2 separate regions of the Hordeum vulgare genome follow, and region 1 is linked to region 2. A link is a contact called in public Hi-C data. All regions are on one chromosome and are shown on one strand. Each heading gives the region's core, a stretch centred on a gene start, on an enhancer-like site or on the middle of the called end of the contact. The rest is flanking DNA. Distances are from core to core; before and after follow the strand shown.

Region 1 (3,114 bases), core at 197-2,696, 37 kb after region 2:
GTGGTTGATGCGGGGTACCTAAACCGGCCAGGCTACCTTTCACCATACAGATGTACAAGGTATCATGTGCAGCAATGGCAAAACGGACCGCCGCCGCAAGGTTTGAAAGAAACCTTCAACCATGCACATGCCAAAGTTAGGAATGTCGTTGAGCGATCATTTGGAGTGTTGAAGATGAAATTTAGGATTTTGTTGAACATGCCAATATTTGCAGAGGATAAGCAAACTAGAATTATCGTTGCTTGTATGGCTCTTCATAATTTCATTCGTCGGAGCAGAATTGCGGATAGGGAATTTGATGCCTGTGACGCCGATGAAAATTATAACCCAATGCCGGATTCTTCTGCATCTGCATGGCCAGAAGACGAACCTCTTGTTGAAGATGTTAACATGAATGCCTTCCGTGATGAGTTAGCTCATGCTTTGTTTCATGGAATGTAATATTTTTTCAAACTTTGATTGACGACTTGTATGTTTAAGTGAGACATCAAATTTGTACGAACAAATTATTTTTTATCATGTTTTTTATACTTCATTTGTGAGCGAGAGCAGGCCACACAACGATCGGCCACACCAAATCCGACAGTGAATATGGACAAAAGTAACCAAATGATTGAGAAATGACATTTATTGCCAATCTAACCCTCTCATCCAAACACCTTTTGGGTTAGAGTTAGTTTAGGGTTAGTTGAGGGTTAGAATCTAACTCTAACCTCTAACCCGGTTAGAGTATCCAAACAGGGCCTATTAACCATGCTCTTAGGCTCATTTCGAGTTTAAGTGAGTTAAAGTGCTTTGAGTCTCGCGCCATATTTAATTCATAGAGTTTAGAGAAAGGAGAAGAGTGACTTTGCATGCATCGTTTTCTACATCCACCACGCAAGTCCAATGAAAGGATGGATGCTACATTTATTGCCTTGAAAATTGCATATGTGAGAAATATTTCATTGGCTAGTTTAAACTAGTGTCATCCACACACAATTCACCTTGATTGATGAGATTTCAGATTTGAGCCCTATAAACCGAAAATGATGGAGTATACTAGTGGTACACAAAGCCCAACTGCTTGACCAGCGAGCTAGCTACGCCGTCGTACGTACTACCTCCGTCCAAGTGTATAGGACATGCGCGTAGTTTTAGGCTGTCAACTTAACTAGTTAAATATATATTATATGCGATAAAAATCACATATTTAAAAACTACATTTCCACATGAATATAATGATATATTATTTATTATATATAATACATATTTAAATAGTTAAATTAACGACATAAAACTACGTGCATGCCTTATACATCTGGATGGAGGGAGTACGTACTTGCCATGTCCGTTGAGAGAGGTCTCTTCTTCTCATCCAAAAAGGCAGAGGCAGAGGTAGTGCATGCGATGGATCGGGCTGGTGGTCGCTATCAAGGAAAATGCCGATCAAGCAAGCAAAGGTCAACTGTGCCTAGATGATACACACCAGCTAGGAATAGGATACATGCCCTCTCCAACACTGCAGTGGCTGGCACCGGCGCACTGGCAGCAAGTAGTTCGAGCTATAGATGATTTGTCGTTTCCCGGTTCCGACTTAATTACCAGTTAGTACTAATTAATAACCACCACCTACATGCCCAACCTTCCTCTCAGTGACACGTGGCCCCGGGCCATAAGTGAAGGTGGTGCAGCCGTCGGATTGAGATCCGACGTTCGTTGTGGCTTGAGATTGATAGCCTGGTAATTGAGAGGAGGAGAAGTATTTGGTGGTCAATTTACATGGACCGGCTTTTCTTTTTTAAATGAAAGGGGTTTTCCAACCAGTCCAACAACAAGTTTTAGCACCACTGCTTCAAAACTGGACGCATCTAAAGGAGGAAATTGGCCTCATGGCCTTACACTATTAAAACAGGTGCAAACTAAAAGCAGAAGTTCCCTCAACACTAAACTTAACTCCAATTAGACGGGCCGTCTTGCCACTATTAAAACACATTTTAAAACCAAATCTATGTGGTACAAAGGAAGAGGAGTATTGGATGATTTTCCCAACTGGCTGGTGCTTCTCTTTCCAACGCCGTCTAGCCCTAATAGCAAATCACAAACGTCATCATCGGATATTTGAGGAAGTGAAAAACATAACCGCGTCATCTAGGTCTTATAGCAAATTATCAACGTCGTCATCAGATTGTTCACAAAGTGAAGGACATGTGCATGCCGTCTAGCTATACTAGCAAATCATCACCATCGCTATTGGATTGTAGAAGATATGAAGAACGGGAGTGCCAAAGGTCGAAACAGGAGAACCACCAATGCCCCAAAGAAACACAATTCCACTATTGCCGTCACCGTTATCTTTTTTTAATCAGGCTCATCCAAAAGTCCAGACTGATGAAGGGAGGCGAGCAATATATAAACACCCACCCTCATGTCTAGTCTATTTTAATCCTTAGACGTGAGATCGATGTAGCTCACAGAATCTTTGGTTTTCAATACTAAGTTGGCAAGGTCTTGAACTCAATACCTTTTGGCTATGATACCAAATTGACTTCATACTCCAATCAAATCAACCAAAAATCTGAATTGATGAAGGAAGATGGACAATATATTTCAGTGACATGCAAGTATCAAGCGTGTTAATTTTGTTTGATGTGACACGGTGTTTTTGTTCACACGCTCTCTGGCCCATAGTAGCACTAGTACCGGCGAAAACGATTTGCTTAAAAAATATGTTTTGTCATCCGGACCCCAAAAGTATTAGTACTGTAATAAAATAGTCAAATGAAAAAGATAAAAGTTGTTGTTAAATGAATTAATTAATTTACCGTGCATTAATGTGATTAGTCGCATCTGATCGAAGTTGCATGATAATTAATCAAACCGGTTATGTTTAATTAATGAAGAGCATCTTCATCTACAATAATTCAGGTATCCCTAAAAAATCATCAGTTAAGGGTAGTAGAGCCAAAAATAACCCTTCTAGAGCTTGCGTACATCGGATTCTTTTCACGGGAGCCTGTATATTTCCCTAAACAATACAAGAGGACCATTGAGTGATCGTTCCAACTGGCTTGTGCTTCTCTTTCCTACACCATCTAGCTCTAATAGCAAATCATCAACGTTGTCATCGGATAG
Region 2 (2,768 bases), core at 121-2,620:
CCATGACAGTGGCTGGAAATGCGAGCCCCCTGCGCATTCATCATTCACCAAAACTTGTTACCACCAACATCCTCAACAAGTAATTAGGTGTGGTTAACTGATGAATGAAGCAGAGAGGAAGGTTCATTGGTAATTACTTCTGAAAAGATGGTTCTCGAGGCTCCCTCGCGGCATGAACTCGTAGACGAGGAGGCGCTGCTCGTCCTCGAGGCAGTACCCGACGAGCCTGACAAGATTCGGGTGCGACAACTGACCAAGATAGTTCACTTCAGCCTGCACAACACATTCAGCAGCCATATTCAGTAACAATGGATTTAGAAATTTGAGCAACACACTGATTCTGAATGCAGAGATTCAGAAAGTTCAGAAGCCATATTCAGTAGCAGAGTAATTCAGAGAAGAGAAGGCGAAGACTGACCAGCCACTCGCGGTGGCCCTGGAAGCCCTCCTGGTTGAGCTTCTTGACGGCGATGACCATGCCGGTGCCGGGCCGTGCGGGGGCGAAGGTGGTCTCGTCGACCCAGCCCTTGAAGACGGACCCGAAGCCGCCCTCGCCGAGCACGCTGTCGGGCCGGAAGTTGCGGGTGGCCGTCTTGAGCTCCGTGAAGGCGAAGCTCTTGACGTTGGCGGACTGGAGGATCTCGCCCTCGCTGCGCGGCGTCGGCGGCACCGTGGTCGACGGCGAGGACGACACCCGGCTGCTCGACACGCTCACGCCCCCCTTGCCCTTCCTCCTCCACGCCCACCCTGATTAACCAATCAATCAGACAAGATTAGGATAAGATCATCAGAAGAGCAAACTAATCGAAGCAAAATCTAAATTTTGCTCTTGGATTGAGACCGGGAGCTTGGAAAAAAGCAAAAAAAAAGGTGCTTTGCGGGCAGGTGAGACGAGAAGATTGGTCCAAAATGAAGGAACGGTCCAGATTAGTTAGGCGGCGAAATGGCGCTCGCCGGAGAACGGCAAGGAGGAGGAGAGGGGCTGACCTGAGGAGGAAGAAGGTGAGGCGGAGCCGCTGGTGGTCTTGTAGGGGCTGTCGGAGCTGATCCTGCTCCCGAAGCAGTTCCCCATGGCCGGCGGCAGATCGATCGATGGACGGAGGCTCAGGCAAGGGAGACGGAGCTTTTCTCAGAGACGTTGGCGAACGGCAGAGCCTGTCTTCACCCCGGCCGGCGAGCAGGCCGGATTATATATACTACACCTCTGACTTTCCTATCTGTCCCCGTCGGCCTCTTGGCCGATCACGGGAAGGAAGGCCGGCGTCGCCCGTGCTAAGCTGGTTGACCACTTGCCCCAGTAGGAGGAGGGGCGCATTAATGGCGGGCGGGAGGCGGGGAGCGAGGAGGCGAGAAGAAGGTGTGTTTCTTCTCGGCAGCTTTTGCTCCCGCCCCGAAATTTATACCGGGCGCCTCCACGGCGAACCTTCCGGCCGGTGACACGCGGGCCCGGGGCGTCAGTGGAGGTTGCGTGGCGGGTCGGGGACCGGCGCCGGCCGTCGGATCTGCGTCGGAGGGTCGTGGTTTGATTCAGACGGTTTGCGTTTTCTTGTGGCGGTTGGTGGTGGTGAGTTTGCGCGGCACGGCTTGCCGCCGGGGGAACGCTTTTTGGATGGGTTTGTTTTTCGCCGGCGTTTGGACTCTGCTCGTGTGTGCGCGTGCGTGCGCCGTTCTTCTCTCCGACCGGCTCCTGCTTCTCTCTTCTCAACGTTCGCTCCCAAATCATCGTCGTCGCCATGGTAATCTTATTAGGGTGCATAAAAAAAAAATCATAAGTCTGCATTTTTTTTTTCCACACAGTACAATCGAATTCGCCGACCTATACGAGCGTGTACTCACCCTTATGAGCACTCACGCTTATAAACCGACACATCTTTCTTGTCTTTAACAACATGTCGGTCTCGGATTCCAGGTCACGTCCAAACATAGATCAGGCTATGCCGATGCAGCAAACTCGATCACGACACGATATTGTGAGACCCAAGATTACTACTGACCAAGATTAGTACTGACGGCGCTATGACGTATGACAAAACTTATTTTCGAGGGTTAGAAACCACTGGTGCACCCCAGTAATTTGGAGGAGGCCTTGAGTAACAAAAATTGGAAAATGGCTATAAATGATGAGCATGGTGCTCTCATTGGAAGTAAGAAGACTTGGCACTTGGTTCCTCCGGCCAAAAACAGAAATGTTATTACCTGTAGACGGGTATACATAATTAAAACATAGGTGGATGATAAAATGAACAGATAGAAGGCAAGATTGATAGCAAAGGGGTTTAAGCAAGATGATAAATAAACATTATGAAAACGCTTTTAGTCCTGTAGTTAAAGCAGCTACTATGAGACTTGTTCTCTCTGTTGCAATCTTAAGTGGTTGGAGTCTTCGGCAATTGGATGTGCGGAGTACGTTTCTTCATAATGTTCTAGAGGAAGAAGTGTACATGAAAAAACCACCTGGTTATGAGGTAAAATGCAAGATAAATTTTGTTTTTAAGCTTCATAAGGCTTCGCATGGTCTGAAATATGCACCTGGAGCATAGTACTCTGGGTTAAGTGAAAAACATTAAACCATTGGTTTTCGACCATCAAGAGAAGACACTTTCTTGTTCTTTTATAGGAAAGGCAAGATCATTATTTTCGTATTGGTCTATGTTGATGATATTATTATGCTTCGAAAAATATTTTTCCTTTTCTTATTACATTTTTTATATAATGGCCCTGTTATTATCAACTAGTTGATCGTTTCAATATTGACCTATTACTTCTTT

Evidence for each region. Hi-C and Micro-C count contacts between places; a contact is called where the count stands out from the background.
Region 1: a Hi-C map of leaf shows a contact between it and region 2, with 2.3 times the contacts expected there. The contact joins the enhancer-like site here to the promoter of LOC123445706 in region 2.

What each region holds. Positions count from the first base shown.
Region 1 is chr3H:616,377,690-616,380,803 of MorexV3_pseudomolecules_assembly, forward strand. No RefSeq gene overlaps it. Among protein-coding and RNA genes, the nearest start is that of LOC123445824, 14 kb to the left of the region's middle. Within about 2 kb of position 1,447, at least 2 of the 3 cell types and tissues checked have open chromatin away from gene starts, as enhancers often do. A contact at or near this core is called in leaf, where this site is marked.
Region 2 is chr3H:616,340,769-616,343,536 of MorexV3_pseudomolecules_assembly, forward strand. It overlaps LOC123445706 (receptor-like cytoplasmic kinase 176), which reads right to left and starts at 1,371. Exons shown (of 6, transcript XM_045122732.1): 1 at 988-1,371; 2 at 419-747; 3 at 138-273; 4 at 1-29. The coding sequence starts at 1,072.